2 separate regions of the Mus musculus genome follow, and region 2 is linked to region 1. The links are chromatin contacts, called in public Hi-C maps. All regions are on one chromosome and are shown on one strand. The core of a region is the stretch at or near the end of the contact, and the rest is flanking DNA. Distances in the headings are between cores, read along the strand shown. Region 1 overlaps Gm40217 (a long non-coding RNA gene). Region 2 has its middle 190 kb from the start of Gm40217.

Evidence for each region. A called contact is a pair of places that touch in the nucleus more often than the background predicts.
Region 2: a contact with region 1 is called in a Hi-C map of cardiac endothelial cells, with 2.5 times the contacts expected there. The contact joins two enhancer-like sites. A contact is called at or near these places in 2 of 484 Hi-C or Micro-C datasets (cardiac endothelial cells and psoas muscle) and 1 of 115 datasets of contacts at active chromatin or transcription factors (cardiomyocytes).

The regions. Positions count from the first base shown.
Region 1 is chr4:105,310,056-105,317,237 of GRCm38.p6, forward strand. Gm40217 (a long non-coding RNA gene) reads right to left here. Exons shown (of 4, transcript XR_867967.1): 2 at 5,421-5,530; 3 at 4,830-4,942; 4 at 323-981. Among named protein-coding and RNA genes, the nearest start is that of Gm40217, 5.5 kb to the right of the region's middle. Within about 2 kb of position 3,571, at least 17 of the 459 cell types and tissues checked have an H3K27ac peak or open chromatin away from gene starts, as enhancers often do. A contact at or near this core is called in cardiac endothelial cells, where this site is marked.
Region 2 is chr4:105,503,230-105,510,411 of GRCm38.p6, forward strand. No RefSeq gene overlaps it. Among named protein-coding and RNA genes, the nearest start is that of Gm40217, 190 kb to the left of the region's middle. Within about 2 kb of position 3,137, at least 5 of the 459 cell types and tissues checked have an H3K27ac peak or open chromatin away from gene starts, as enhancers often do. A contact at or near this core is called in cardiac endothelial cells, where this site is marked.

The DNA.
Region 1 (7,182 bases), core at 2,321-4,820:
TTATTGGGAGAGCTTGATTGCAGAGGCGAAGAGACCCCGAACCCAGAACTGGTGCTGCTTTTATAGGCCTAGGAGTGGCGTGTCTCACACCCGGATTGGTTATGCACTGTGCCTCATTTGCATGTTCCTCATCTGATTGGCTACTCTCTCTCTCTCTCTCTCTCTCTGTACCTCACAGAGCCTCATTATCATACCTCATTTGCATGTATCACATCTGATTGGTTATACTCTCAAAGCCTCATTATCATGCCCGGGCCAGGCAGTGTCTTTGCAAAAAACTTTACTGCATATGTACACATTGTTTGTTTGTCCAAACTTATGCGTGGTGGCCAGCAGTAGTCAGTGCCACTCTACAACAGCACATGTGGCTTCCCACATACTCCTAAAGGTCTCTATCTTGTGATGGATACATGGAGGTGGACGGTAATAGCATATACTTCATGGGGGAAATGCAAGGATGGGGTTATGAGAGCATAGATGGGTGTAGCCAACTCCACATTTGCTTGAGGTGAAGAGGGGAAGGGAATCATAGCTTGCTTCTAGGAGCAGCTTAGGAGCCTAACACTTCTGGGATGAATCTGGAGAAAGAGGCTTTAGCCTGTAGGAGAAGAGTATGGTTAGCAGGGATGTGGTATCCAAGGTAGAAGAATGACCTTCCGAGTTCCAGAGACAAACATGGAGTCTGACAAGGAGCAAGGGCAGGACAGGCATCTGAGGGCTGGATACTGAAGGCCCTGAAGCCCATCAGATGACTATGAAGACAGGAGAGCCAAGCAAGGAACTGGAACAGGAGAAAGGCATGAGTTCCTCCCCTGCCCCCATGAGTTTCATAGCAATATTAGTTGTTACCAAAGGACAGGACTGGAGCAGGGCAGGTTGTGGAGCAGAGACAAGCATCCAATGTCTTCCCATAATGCAGTTGAGAGATGGCAGCAGCTCCAACCAAGGCTTGGTGGTGCAGAGACGTACATACTGAGGGAACTGAAGATGAGAGATGCCCTGTTTGATCTCAGCGAAAGAAGAGAATGTTCTGTGTCTGGTGCTCTGGTAGCTTTATTCTCTCTCTCTCTCACACCCCCCCCCCCCTCACCCCCAAGGCCATATTGCATGTGTGTGTGTGTGTGTGTGTGTGTGCGCACATGCTCTCGAGTGTGTTATTTTATTTGTGAATTTCATGTATGAGTACTGTATTTACATAATTTCCACCCCTCTCTGTCCCCCTTCCAACTCCCCTGCCCTAACTCACCCTCAAGTTCCTGACGGATTCTTTAGTTGTTGTCCCATACACACACATACATGTGTACACAATATGCAACCTACTGAGTCCATGTAGTGTTGCTGGTAGCTACACATACATAGGGCTGACCACTTGGGACTGCATAACCTGCCAGTGAGCTGGTTTCTGGAGAGAGCTGATTCCCCCAGTAGCTACTGATGGCCTATAGTGCTTCATCTAGGGTCGAGGCCTTGTGAGGCTTCCTGGTTTGAGCTTTGCACGTCAATTGGTCTGATCATTAGTCAAGATTTGTTTGGGTAGCCATATTGCTGAGTTTTCATGGGCCCAGCTGATCCTGAGATGTAAGTAATTTGTACAAATGGCAACAGCAGGATTCAAACCCAGGTCTATCTGTCTCCAAACCTAAAAACAGTGCCATCCAGACTTCCACCGTTGCTTCAACCTGCGTGTCTAAGTCAATTCCAACAAGTTTTTGCTTCTCATGTTTAAATCAAGGTCCTCCATGTTTTACCTATTCTGAAGCGTTTAGAGTGTCACTATGTAGCCCTGGGTAGACTAGACAAGACTGGCCTGGAACTCACAGAGACACCTCTGCCTCCCAAAGATATGATTAAAGATATGAGCCACCATGGCCAGAAATTCTGAAGGATCGAAGTGAAGCAAAAACGTAGACAGAAAAAAGTCACTGGGTTTATAGTCAACATGTACCTCCGTCTGCCAAAATCCCAGCCACCTCCTCTCTGGGATTTTACTTTTGTTCTTTTAGCATCTTAATACATTATCGATTGATTGATTGGGTGGTTGGTTGATTGATTGTGGAGGCATGTGTGCAGTGAGCTGTGGCATTCATGTGGCGGTTAAAGGACAACTTGAGGTGTCAGTTCTCTCCTTCCACCATGTATATTCCAGAGACCACACTCCGGTTGTCAGTGACTCTGCCCACTGAACCATCTCGCGGGCCCTATAAAGGTCAAAGTTATAAGGCAGCCTTTCTCAGTACCTTTTTCCTCAATTGCCTGTTTAATAGCTTTAGTTTATCATTGCCTCCCACTAGCTTGCAAGCGTCTTAAGAGCACAGATAGTTTCTTAGAACTGTAATAGTCTCAGTACTTAGTTGGGGGATAATAAACATTAATTAGATTTTGGCTGCATGATTGAAAAGTGCAGGATTGCATGAATCACAATGATGGCTCTGTTTGATTTGCTATTAAGTGCTTATTGAGATGGCGCTTAATATATGAGTGTTATCTCACTCCAACTTTGTTTTGTTTATTTTGACAATTGAACCCAGAGTCCTACACACGCTAAGCACATGCCCTGCACATGCTAAGCACATGCCCTGCACATGGTAAGCACACGCCCTGCCCTTCAGCCACATGCACAGCCATGCACATTGCCCCTTTCTGTAACAGCGTTCTTTCTCCTTTCATCCTGTGAGATCATGAAGACTCCGAGTGCCTCCCCTCTCGCCCCCCGGGAGACAAGAGCCTGTGTGACTCAACAGAGTGCTCCTTAGCCGATCCCTCCAGGTCCCTTGGCACAGATTATATTCTCCTTCCATCCTGCTTTAATCACCAGAGCCCCCAGTCCTCATCAAGCTCCCCGCCCTGTCTCAAACCAGTGCTTAAATGACACCAGTCTCTCAGAAGAAACAATGTAATTTTTCTGACCCTGGCTCACTCCTGCCTTTACAAATGTGAGATACTCAACAGGATCTTAGCAAGCTGTATCAGAAGACAGAACTGTACAACAAAGGCTGTGGACAATTGTGTTCCCATTTCCCTGCCTTTTTTTTTTTTTTTTTTTTTTTTGTGCTTTGTGGAATTGCTCTCCCAAAATATTCCCAATGCTTTATTTACTTAGACTTCAGGTTTATTTTGGGCTGAACTTTCCTGGAGCTGCGTCTTAGGATGTGCTTCGTATCCTGCTGCATTGCCATGTGACTTCAGCTCATCCAGGGAGGACCCGGGGCCCAGAGGATGTCAACCTCCTCTCTGTGCAGCCGAGACAGAGATGACCAACTCAACAGCTCAGCTGGAAATGTGTCCCAGAGGAAAGCCTTTGTGTCCTAGTCACCAAAACTATGCACAATAGCAGACACAAACCTTGTCAACTTTATCAGTTCTGTGTGCCAGGGACTCTGACGTGGCACAGTTTCCAGTGTCTTAGTGATCTGTGACTATAAGTAACTCAGACACTGAAAGACTCAAGTGGCCAGCCAGTGCTGGGAATTTTCTCATGTCAGGAAATTTTGGTGGTGAGGCATGCTAGACGCTTAGCAACTGGAGCACTGCGGGGAAGAAAGTCAGCCAGGCAGGAAGGGAGTGTGGGAACAGACAGGAAGATGACATGCGGCATGCTTTCGTGCTGGACAGCTCTATGTGGAGTCCCTCCTCCTCATAGCCTCAGTTTCCTAACTGGCAAACAGAGGTGATGAGAGCAGGGCACACAGCATGGGCTCTGGGTGCCAAGTCTCATGCCCTTCCCAACCCGTGTCTAGGGGAGGTGAACTGAGGCTTACCCAGTCTGTGCTGGGTCTACTTTGTGGATCTGAGGATGTTAGTGAACCATCAAAGCTGGGACTTGGAGTTCAAGGACTCTAAGGATATTGGAAAAGGACCACTCAGAGTTAGCAGCTCATTCAAGCATTCTGGATTCACACTGGGTCATAGTGTAATGTAGTGTAATGAAGTGCTGGGGGTCTCCAGAAGAACCCAGGGTATACCCGTGAGTCCATTACTGAACTAGCAAGTTTACAACTCCTAAGGTGCTATTTGCACTTTTTCTTTTTGGCAGTGGGTAGGGAAGCAGGGGATGGGGAGAAAGGGGTAGAATGGGGGAGAAGAAGGGGCAGTCAAAAGCAATCAAAGATAAAACCACTGTTTTATTTTGAATCAAAGTTGTGATCCTGTCCTGGAGAGATAGTTTAAGGGTGTGTTCTGCTCTACCGAGAGCCCCAGCTTGGCTCCCAGCACCCATGTAGGGCCATCCCAACCATCTGTAACTACAATTCAAGGTGATCTGGTACCCTCTACTGGACTCTGTGGGCACCTGTAGTCACGTGAGCACAAACCCACATGCACACAGAAATTTTATGTATTATTTTAAAAAAATCCTTAAAAAAATGTACTGGTAGAAAAATGTCTCTAGACGGAACACTTCATATGCTATCACTGCCTTTCAACTCCTGAACTGTGCAACAATCTCTGTGACAAAATAGCTATGACCTGGAAAGTGTCCTTTGAAGGACAGTGGCAGTCTGATGACAAAAGCTGAGCAGAGTGTTTGAGGTGGGAGCTGAACTACATGACTTTATCTGAGTGCCATTTTCCCTTGGCTTGGAAATGGCTTGGAGTGGCTTGGAGCTAGCTACAACACTGTGCTTATTGATCCTTGGGTAGTTGGCGGGGGGGGGGGCAGCGGGGGAGGGAGGCGGGAGAGAAGGAGGGAGGGAGGGAGGGAGGAAGGGAGGGAGGGAGGGAGGGAGAGGAGAGTCTTCTGAAGGCTCCTATGTGAAAGGTTTGGTCCCCAGCCTATGCACTATTGGAAGGCAATGGTACCCTCAAGAGGTGGGACTTAGCAGGGGTCTTACCGTCACTGGACACACTTGACAAGGATATAAGATCACAAGCCCTCTTCTCCCCCTCTTTTCTCAGCTGGGGTACATGTCTCGTCCCACCATGATAATGTGGCCTCTCCACAGACCTAAAGATAATGGAACTCTTAGATCGTAAACTAAAACTTGCAAGATTTTGTGTCCAAATAATCATTTTGTTACTGCCTAATGATTTATAGCAAATTTTCACTATAGTGATGGAAAATTACCATAAAAGACCAAAACGGGGTTGGATGCTTTTCTCCAGCTTTTTTATAAGATTGCCAATGCCCTCTAAAGGCTTAGCTGCTTAATGCTGAAGCATCCGGAGGCTAAGTTTCAACACGAACTTTGGAAGGGACACAAACATGCAAACCACAGCTATCAGTTTCAGATTCCACTCTGCAGCAAGCTTTTAAGAAACCAGCACTTGTCACATTTTGGTGGACTATCCAAGGGGAATATTTGCACGTAGGAGTAGTCCACTCACACCCCTCCCTTTCCTATTCCGGTTCTGTGTGAGGCCAAACTTTTTCACACAGTTCAACCAAATAACAAATCCCTATGGACAGAATTAACATGAGATACCAGAATCTGTTTTGCTTGCTGGTTAGTCGGATCCTGGGCAGGGGATATATAGACTTCAGTGGTAGAGCACTTGCTCAAAATGTGCAAGGCTCTGAGTTCAATCTGTATTACTATAAGAAAGAAAAAGAAAAAATAGTCAGATGTTGAAGATATCTGTAAACACGTGAGACGATGCAATCTTTCTTAAGAATTTTTATGTAGTTTTTAAATGTATAACTATCATTTAGATTGACATGTAATAGATTAGTCATGTATAATTTAATTAATATATAATCTTTCTAAATTATAATTTATAATATAGTAAGCATTACTAGATACGACACATTCTTTGGAATAATCAGGCTTTGTTTCATTATGTTTTAAATTTATTACATGCATGTACGTATGTATGTTTGTATGCATGTATGTACGTTCCTCAAAGCATGTGTGGAGGCCAGAAGACAAATTACAGGTCTTGGTTTTCTCCTTCTACTTGTGGGTCCTGGGGACAAACTCAGGTCATGCGGCTGGGTGACAAGCACCTTTACTCCCCGACCGTCTTGAAATCTCACTTTTAAAAAAGGTTCGTTTTTATTTTATGCGTATGACACTTTTCCTGCATATATGTAAGTGCACTTTGTGTGTGCCTGACACTCGTGGAGGTCTCAAGTTGCCACCAGATGCCCTGGACCTGGAGTTAGGGATGGTGTGAAGACATAAAGATTCTGGGAACTGAACTCTACTCCTCTGCAAGAGCAGCACAGGCCCTCAACCACGGAGCCACCTGCCTCTCCAGCTCCATGCTTTTTCCATGCTTTTTGTGTCCCAGTCGCATGTAGCCTAGGCTGGCTTTGAATTCACCATATGCCTAAGGCTAGCCTTAGGCTTCCAGCCTTACCTCCAAGTGCTGGAATTGCGGGTGTGCACCACCACATTGGGCTTTTAGGTTATTTTGAAGAGCACAAAATTTCATTCCAAATATAGTTTTGGTTATTTACAGCTTGTGCTTAGACAAATTACCTTTTCTGTGCTCCACTTCCTTCACTTGTTAAACAGAGATTATTTTACTCAAGCTCTTGAGACAGGTTATGAAGACCAAATGGAGATTCATGTCTATGAAGTGTTGAGAACAGCTGCTGGCCTCTTGCAAGCCTGTATTGGTCGTACAGTGCATTGGTTATAATAATACAGCAGAATCACGTGATGACCTGCTTCCTCCAGGCTGAGAGGCTGCCAAAGCCGGGCCTCCGTGTGTTTCCTCTCTGGTTTCTAACACTTCACGAAATATTTACTAGGCAGTCAGAAAATTTGGTAAATGAGTTAGAAGCTGGGAAAAGGCACAGCAACTTCTAGCTGGGTTTCTGATAGAGAATCAGATTTATGGATGAGGAGGTCTAATTCCAAAGACTGAGTCTGTAAGGTGGGGCGGAGTGTGACAGAGGTGTGGAAGCTGCGGGCAGGAAGTGGTTTGAGGTATGTGGGGAGAGAGAGGAGAGCCCTGGGTGGTTGCGGTAAGTTTTAATGGGGGGTGTGTTCCATCAACCCTGTGATACCCATTATCTAATGGGGTGGTGCGACAGGCTGCGTGGGCACAAGGGTAGAGACCGGCTCCACCTACCGGTGGGGTTGGGTAACACAACTGGCCTTTTTTACCTTGACTTGTAGTGGGGGATGTCTGTCTGTCTCTTTAGATCTGATCTAAAGTTACTAAGATAGGGGTGTTTAACACAAGTCTCTGATAGTTGTTTTCACTGTTGGATATTGAAACTAGGGGCACTGTGTA
Region 2 (7,182 bases), core at 1,887-4,386, 190 kb after region 1:
CTGTCTCTTGTGAGACTATGCCGGGGCCTAGCAAACACAGAAGTGGATGCTCTCAGTCAGCTATTGGATGGATTGCAGGGCCCCCAATGGAGGAGCTAAAGAAAGTACCCATGGAGCTGGGAGGGATCTGCAACCCTATAGGTGGAACAACAATATGAACTAACCAGTACCCCGGAGCTCTTGACTCTAGCTGCATATGTATCAAAAGATGGCCTAGTCGGCCATCAGTGGAAAGAGAGGCCCATTGGTCATGCAAACTTTATATGCCTCAGTACAGGGGAATGCCAGGGCCAAGAAGTGGGAGTGGGTGGGTGGGGGAGCGTGTAGGGGACTTTTGGGATAGCATCGGAAATGTAAATGAAATAAATACCCAATAAAAAAATAAATAAAACAACATAATTTAAAAAAATAATCAGGAAAAATGGTGAAGCTGAAAAACATGTGTACCTTGTGGTGACAGAGCCAGCTGGGATGTAGGATGCTTGTGTGCAGTAGCTGGAAACAGTATTATCAGACTATCACTATTATCAACTTACTGTTGCTAACAGAAATGCCTACATCCCTCTTCTAGGAAATGCAAAACTGTAAATTTTTGTTGGATAAATATATAAGCAAGATCAAGGGCATCTTGGTCCTGGAAAAACTGAGGTGAGACCATCCTACAATTAAACAACTGTTAGTCTATAACAGCCTGATGCCCTGAGAGGAACTGGGAGCTGCTGCTCAAGAGACATAAGCTTCCGATCCAGCTGGCTGCTCCAAGATACGTGACTAGGCCGGTGGCTTCTGAGTTTGTTTCCTAATCCATGTAACATGCTTTTTTATGATACTCAAAGAAGACCAAAGTTGTCAAAATAGCTAATGACTAGGAGGCAGACCAAAGGGGCACTGAAATGGCCATGCTCTATCAACTAGTGATCGCTACAGAATGAACCCCCATAGTCTATTTTGATTTTGTTCATTTGGTCCAACTGTCACATTTTAATTTATATTTTCATCACTTCACTTTGGCCTATTAGCATTTTGGTTGGCCTTTCTGGTTCTGATGTGGGATTTCTATAGTTCCAAGAGGGTGCCTCTCCTCACATAGCCCCTGCTGTGTTCTCTCAGGGAATTAGTCTTTACATCCACACTGCCCTGTTCTCTCATGGAATCCATTCATATAGACCCCTTGCCATGTTTGCTCATGGAATTCTTCCATGCCCCTTAGCACCTTTCAACGCCTTTCCATCTTTCAGATGTGGAAGAAGGAAAACATTTCTCAACTTTAGAGTCATCTTTTCTAATGAGAGCTCTGAAGAGAGCCGAAAACTTTGTCCACCTGGCCCAGTTGCCAAGATGTCCTAGAGCCATGCAACTTATCAAGATGGAGCAAAGGTTCCAGGTCCTCTCGTCATAATGCTTCCTCTTATCTGATGCCTGGTCTCACTATCACTGAGAAGCAGCCAATGGAATCTGACCAACTGTTATTCTCTTTTGTGGGCATGTTCTAGCTAACTCTGGGATATTTCTTTCTGACTGATTGGCTCATAGTCTCTACACTATAGAGACTTTCCCATGAGACAGGGTAATTGATCCTTTTGTTCCAGTGCTAGAAGCTGTACTGCCTGTCATCCTTACCTTTAGGAAGCTCAGGGCTCATCCACGGGAAGAACAATTAGGGAGCCTTACTTTGAATATGGTACTGTAAAGTACAAAGAACAAGACACTGAAGTAACATGTGATAGTGGGACCCAGAGTCAAGGGTATAAGGAAGGCCACCTTGAGAAAGTGACATCCAGTACTTAAGGGTGAGCTGACCAGCTGTCATCTTCTGACCAGCGGGAAGTTCTGCAGTCAAGCCTATACCTACAAGAGATATCCCTAATCTTTTCTGACACATGGACCAGAAAGTCTCAAGCCATCCCCTGGAAGTCTACCGTTATCAAATTGCAGACACTCGTGGGATGGCTGAAGGCAAGCCAGTGTGGTGTCCTGAGCATGGGGCAGTCTCCGTGTTCTGCCTTTGCCACTGTGGGCTATGAGATATTTAGTGAGATACTTATGTGATCCATAACTTCCATATTTGGGAAATAAAAGTGAAAATCTTCCAGGCCACTGTAAATAACTAACGAGATAATAAACACAACTTAGTTTAACTGCTAAGAACATGAAATAAAGAGGGGAAGGCGCTTGGAGGTCATCTGATCCAGCACCAAGGTGCAACACAGGGTAGAAGATGCTGATCCCATTGGACAGTTCTTTTGAAGACTCACCCTGGCTTGGACTCTGGAGTTCTATTCTTGCCATTAATACACACGTTTCCGTTATAATATCTAAAGCACGAAGAGCTAGATTTTAATTATTAGCTGCACAACTCAGACATGACAAAGGAGACAGTGCTTCTTTTTAATGAAATCACTGAAATTCTACTTGCCTGACATCATGGACTCCATCACCTCCTCACATCTCCGAGGCTGGAGTGGCTATGTCCTATCCTGATGGTAAATGGCTCTGTGGGGAAATTGTTAGGTTGAATTCAATTAACAAATGACTAAGCTTGGGCTGGAAGGAAACAGCTGGTTTGGCCTCTCTAGAAATCTGTGCATTTTGAATAACAAAGCTGTTACTGAACTGATTTAGAGCCGAGGGCACTAAGCATCACATGGACCTTAGACAGTCAGTAGGCTGTTGGAAGGTGTCAAACCTTAACAACACAGATAGTAGCCACATTTACAGGTGGATGAAATGGAATAAAGGTCCACACCCCAGATCAATGGAGGCTAACTGTTAGTTTTGAGACATTTGTTGGTAAAGTACAGCAAGGTAGATACAGGCTCCTTGGTCAGTCAGTGTCTGGTCAGTGTCAGCTTGTAGCTAGTCTACTGCTCAGGAGCAAAGCTGAAGTGGTGGCAGAGATCAGCTAGGATAACTGCTTGCTTGCCCCAGACTGATTATCAGCTGAACACACAGAGGTTGGCTAGATGGCCTGAATGCCTCCTAAGTGTGTGCTAAACGGTACCCGATCTTGAGTGAATGATCCAGGTATGTTGCTGCTGATTGCTATCAGCCAGGATTGAAAACAGGGTCTCAGCAAAGATCACAAGCTTTAAAAGGACAGCACATCCCCTTTCTTTGTGCTTCCTAAAGCATTTCCTCCCAATCCCTTTGGATGGAGCTCAGGAGTTGTTTCCTCTTTAGGATCACAACAAAGGGCAGTGGGGACAAGTCACTCTGGGAACTTTAATTGGCAAATGTCCAAATACCTGCCACACCCCACCTCCCAGTGTGTGTATGTTAAATTGAATTGTGTGTGTGTGTAGTATAGTATTTGTGAATCTGGTATGCATGTAATATTTTGCATAGTGTGATCTGCATTTCTGTTTTATATGATATCCATATAATTTATGTGGCACATACATATACATACATATACATATATATATATATATGGTTAGTGTACATATGGGGGAGAGTGTGCTGAGGTGAGCATGTATATGTATTAAACATGTGAAATGGGCTATCCCTCAAGGCCATCCCAGCTATAAACTCTGTGCTAGCATCATCCTCCAAGAGCTCAGAGAAATCAAATACTGACAAGAAGGAGGCACAGCACATGCTCCTCCAATTGGCCAGGAACCTGTTCCGGTGGGGCACCTGGTATATTATGTAATTCATAGTATCCTATGAAGCATTAAGTGGGATACTGAAATCAAAAGGTAAAGCAGTTGTCCAAGGCCATTTATCTTGTGCCTGGTGGGAGAAGGTTTTGACGTGCTTATGCAGTCAGCCAACCTGAGACAGGCAAGTGCCCAGGCAACAATGCAATAAAAGATGAAGGACTATATAGCCAGAGGAGGTGGTAGAAGAAGATAGGGGCATTGAAATCCTATTGTTAGACCCTGGGAAGCCTTCCACTGGAGGTCTTAAGGGACTGACATTCTTCAAAGTCATCTTCTTTTGGCTTTCTGGGAAGACTTAGAGTGAAGAATCGGGAAGTCAGTTCACAGAAACAGATCATTCCAAATAAATACCTTGTGTTCAACAGGAACAGCCAGGCTGAGTCCAGAGCAGTTATGATAGAATCCCCTAGGGTGTTGCTTTCCAAGGACAAGTTTCAGATTCTATATCGGTCAAGAGTTTGGGCTTTCTTTTTTATTGCGGCCGGACTGTGATCGCTATCTGCAAGGGAAACAGACAGTGGAAACTATTTCATTAGAGCCGATGAGAAAAACATATTTCCATAGTGCCCTGAATAGCAAAACTTGGCGTTTGAAGTCATTATTGAAATAATGGGCCAGGTGGGAAATGAGAACGATAAAGAGAGGAGAGAGGATGGGAACTTGAAAGGTCAAGCTGGTTGTTGATTGTTGGTGAGAATTTCTCACTCAACATCAGGCTGCTCTCAAGGTTCCTTTTAGAGTCTCGCCTGGGTTGTGACATGGGGAGGAGGAGGGAGAGTATTTGTTTAAACTTCCACTGGTGGTGGCTTACTCAGGGCTTTCCAGGGCTGTCCAGTGGAAAGAACTCCATTGCTTCCTTTGTTTCTTTGTTCTCCATTCATTAGTTTACTGTGCCATTTCTTCATTCATTCATTCATTCATTCATTCATTCATTCATAGTTTCCTGATACTTCTTATGTATCGGGCGGTGAGTGAGGTGCTAATACAGCAAAGACAAACCAAGGGCTTGTAGTCCCACGAAGAGGAATAAACTGTGGTCAGTCATAGCTTATGTGAGCATGCTATAGTAAAAGCAGGAAAATTTCAACTGAGTGTCATTATGCTATACCTGTTTTGACCACTAAGAATATATTATATAGAGAGTGTGTTCCTTGCCCTCTGAAGGCATCAAAGTCTAAGAAAATAAATTTTCTAAAAGGTCCTTGAACTAACAAGCCCGTGGAAGATACAGTCTGAATTATTGGCAAGGCCAATGAGTGAGATAAGTGTGAGAAAATATTCCACCTCCAGGCTTCATGGGCAGGTTCGGTAGGAAGCCAAGGGATTCCACAGTGGTTGAACTCACTATCTCTAGACCTACCATCTCCCAGATCTGTTGGTAAATGACATTCTTAAGTGAGAAATTCAAAGGGGAACAGCTTGTATGAGAGTGCCACTAATCTTGCTTTTAAACACATTTAACTTGAGATGGTTACAAGATACACCAGGGACTCCTCTTACAGCTGTGACAGTACCCTAGTCAAGGCAGTTGAGAGACACAGTGTTTTGACTATGGGATTAAGGGTACAGCCCATCATAGTGGGGAAGCCATGGTGGCAGGATGTGTTGGCCATCTGGAAATAGAGAGAGGTATCCAGTTCACCTTTTCCTCTCTCTTCAAGCCTGGGACTGCAGTGGGTGACAGGTAGGGCACCTGTGGGTATGATCCTCTTCAGCTCTTGTTGTTCCAGGACACTCTTGGCAAACAATGAGGGCTGAGTAAACACAGCAATCATAAGATATTCATTCTGGAGGACATTCCAGTCATAGATTTTTTAATATGCATTTATTTTAGACTGTTACATTGTCTTAATTCTCAGATTCGACTCAGGTCTCTTGGGTCCTTGCGGAGAGCAAAGTTTGGAGCTGGCTGAAGTGGAAATATCTCATTTCTTTGGAAACTCAGTTATGTCATATGTTTGCTGGGGCCGACAGGTGAAAGAATGTTTTGCTGAAGCAGACACAGGTGAGAGGAGATTTTGCTGAAGCAGACATGTGAGAGGATGTGTGATGTTTAGAAAGAATATAAATGACTCCACTGACAGTGGGAGGAGACCTTGGCCTTGGTTTGCTTCGCTCTGCCTCTTTATTCATTGCTGAAGACACTCTGGCATTAGTTAGCCTTGCCCCATGTCACTGATCCTTGTTTGGCGTGACTTCATAGACAGTGACTCTTCAAAGAATTTCTTGTGATTTTCCAATGGCTTCTTGGCCACTTCTGAGGAGTTGGGTTGATTGGTAGAGCCTCACAGTTCTGGATTGAACTGCTGTTGCTGACTTGTGAATTGTGATTGCCGAGTGGACTGGACTGCTGCTGCTGCTGATTTGTCGTGGTGTTTTGCTAAAGAACTGGACTGCTGACACTGAAGATTGGCATAGCCCCAAAGAATTATTTCTAAACAAGTTTACACACCCTTTGCCCTATCAGCCTTTCCTTTCTACTACCTCTGATGGGTAGTGGGCTAGAAGGGAGGTTGAAGCGTTTAAGAACCCTCATTAAAGAAGGTTTTGAAAAAAATCAAAGCCAACACTTGGCATGTATCAACTCAGTGCTCCTCTCTCTGACTTTGTCAGTCCAATACAGCCGTGAGGTGGCAGGACAGTGTCTACTTTACAGATGGGGGATTGTAGAGTCAGAGCGATGAAGTGACTTGGGTAAGGTAACTTATCCAGGAATGGTTTAAAGCATCTACGTCTAATCCACTAGTGGCAATTTAAGCTGGTTCAGTTCAAGCTAACTAAAATGAGGCACTCAATTGAATTAGCCACGTTCTACCTACTCTATCGCATACAGTTCTTATAGTTGCAAATTTGTATAGAGAACATTTTCGTCTGTATGGAAAATTCTACTCTAAATAGAATTGTTTGTAAAGTAGCCTACAGTTTAATGAAAGATTTTATGATCATGCTCTGTTCTCCTTCATTAACTGTTGTCCCATGTCATACAAGCATCTAAGGAGAAGGGTTCATCCTGGGTATCACTAGCAACCTTCTCCCTTCATCCAAGATGATGAGTGCCTGGACGATTTGTTCAGTCTGCTTTGTCTTCTATGGGGCTCCATGGGATATCCATGGACCAGGAGTTACATGAAAAGGGGAAAAGAAGGATGACTGGGCTGGGCTTTCTGTACCTTCCTCCTGCCTCTGATTTGGAGACACCCTGGGACAGCAGCAGAATCTCAAGTTCTGACTCTGCCAAGGAAAGAGATGGAAAAAAAAAAAAAAGAAAGAAAGAAAAGAAAAAAAGAAAGAGTCCGAGATGAAACAACCTGAATGTGAAGTGTTAGCACCTCAGCAAGCAGAAAACAAGTGCTTCATGGAGACAAACTCAAGAAGGAAAGAAGAGGAGGCAAAGAAACTAGATGGGGAAGAGGAGCCCAGAGAGCTTAACAGAACACACTGGAAAGTTACCTATGTCTGGTTCACCCCTCTGATACCTTTGTCCCCTTCTGTCTGATTTAGCATTCTAGCACCTAGCCTC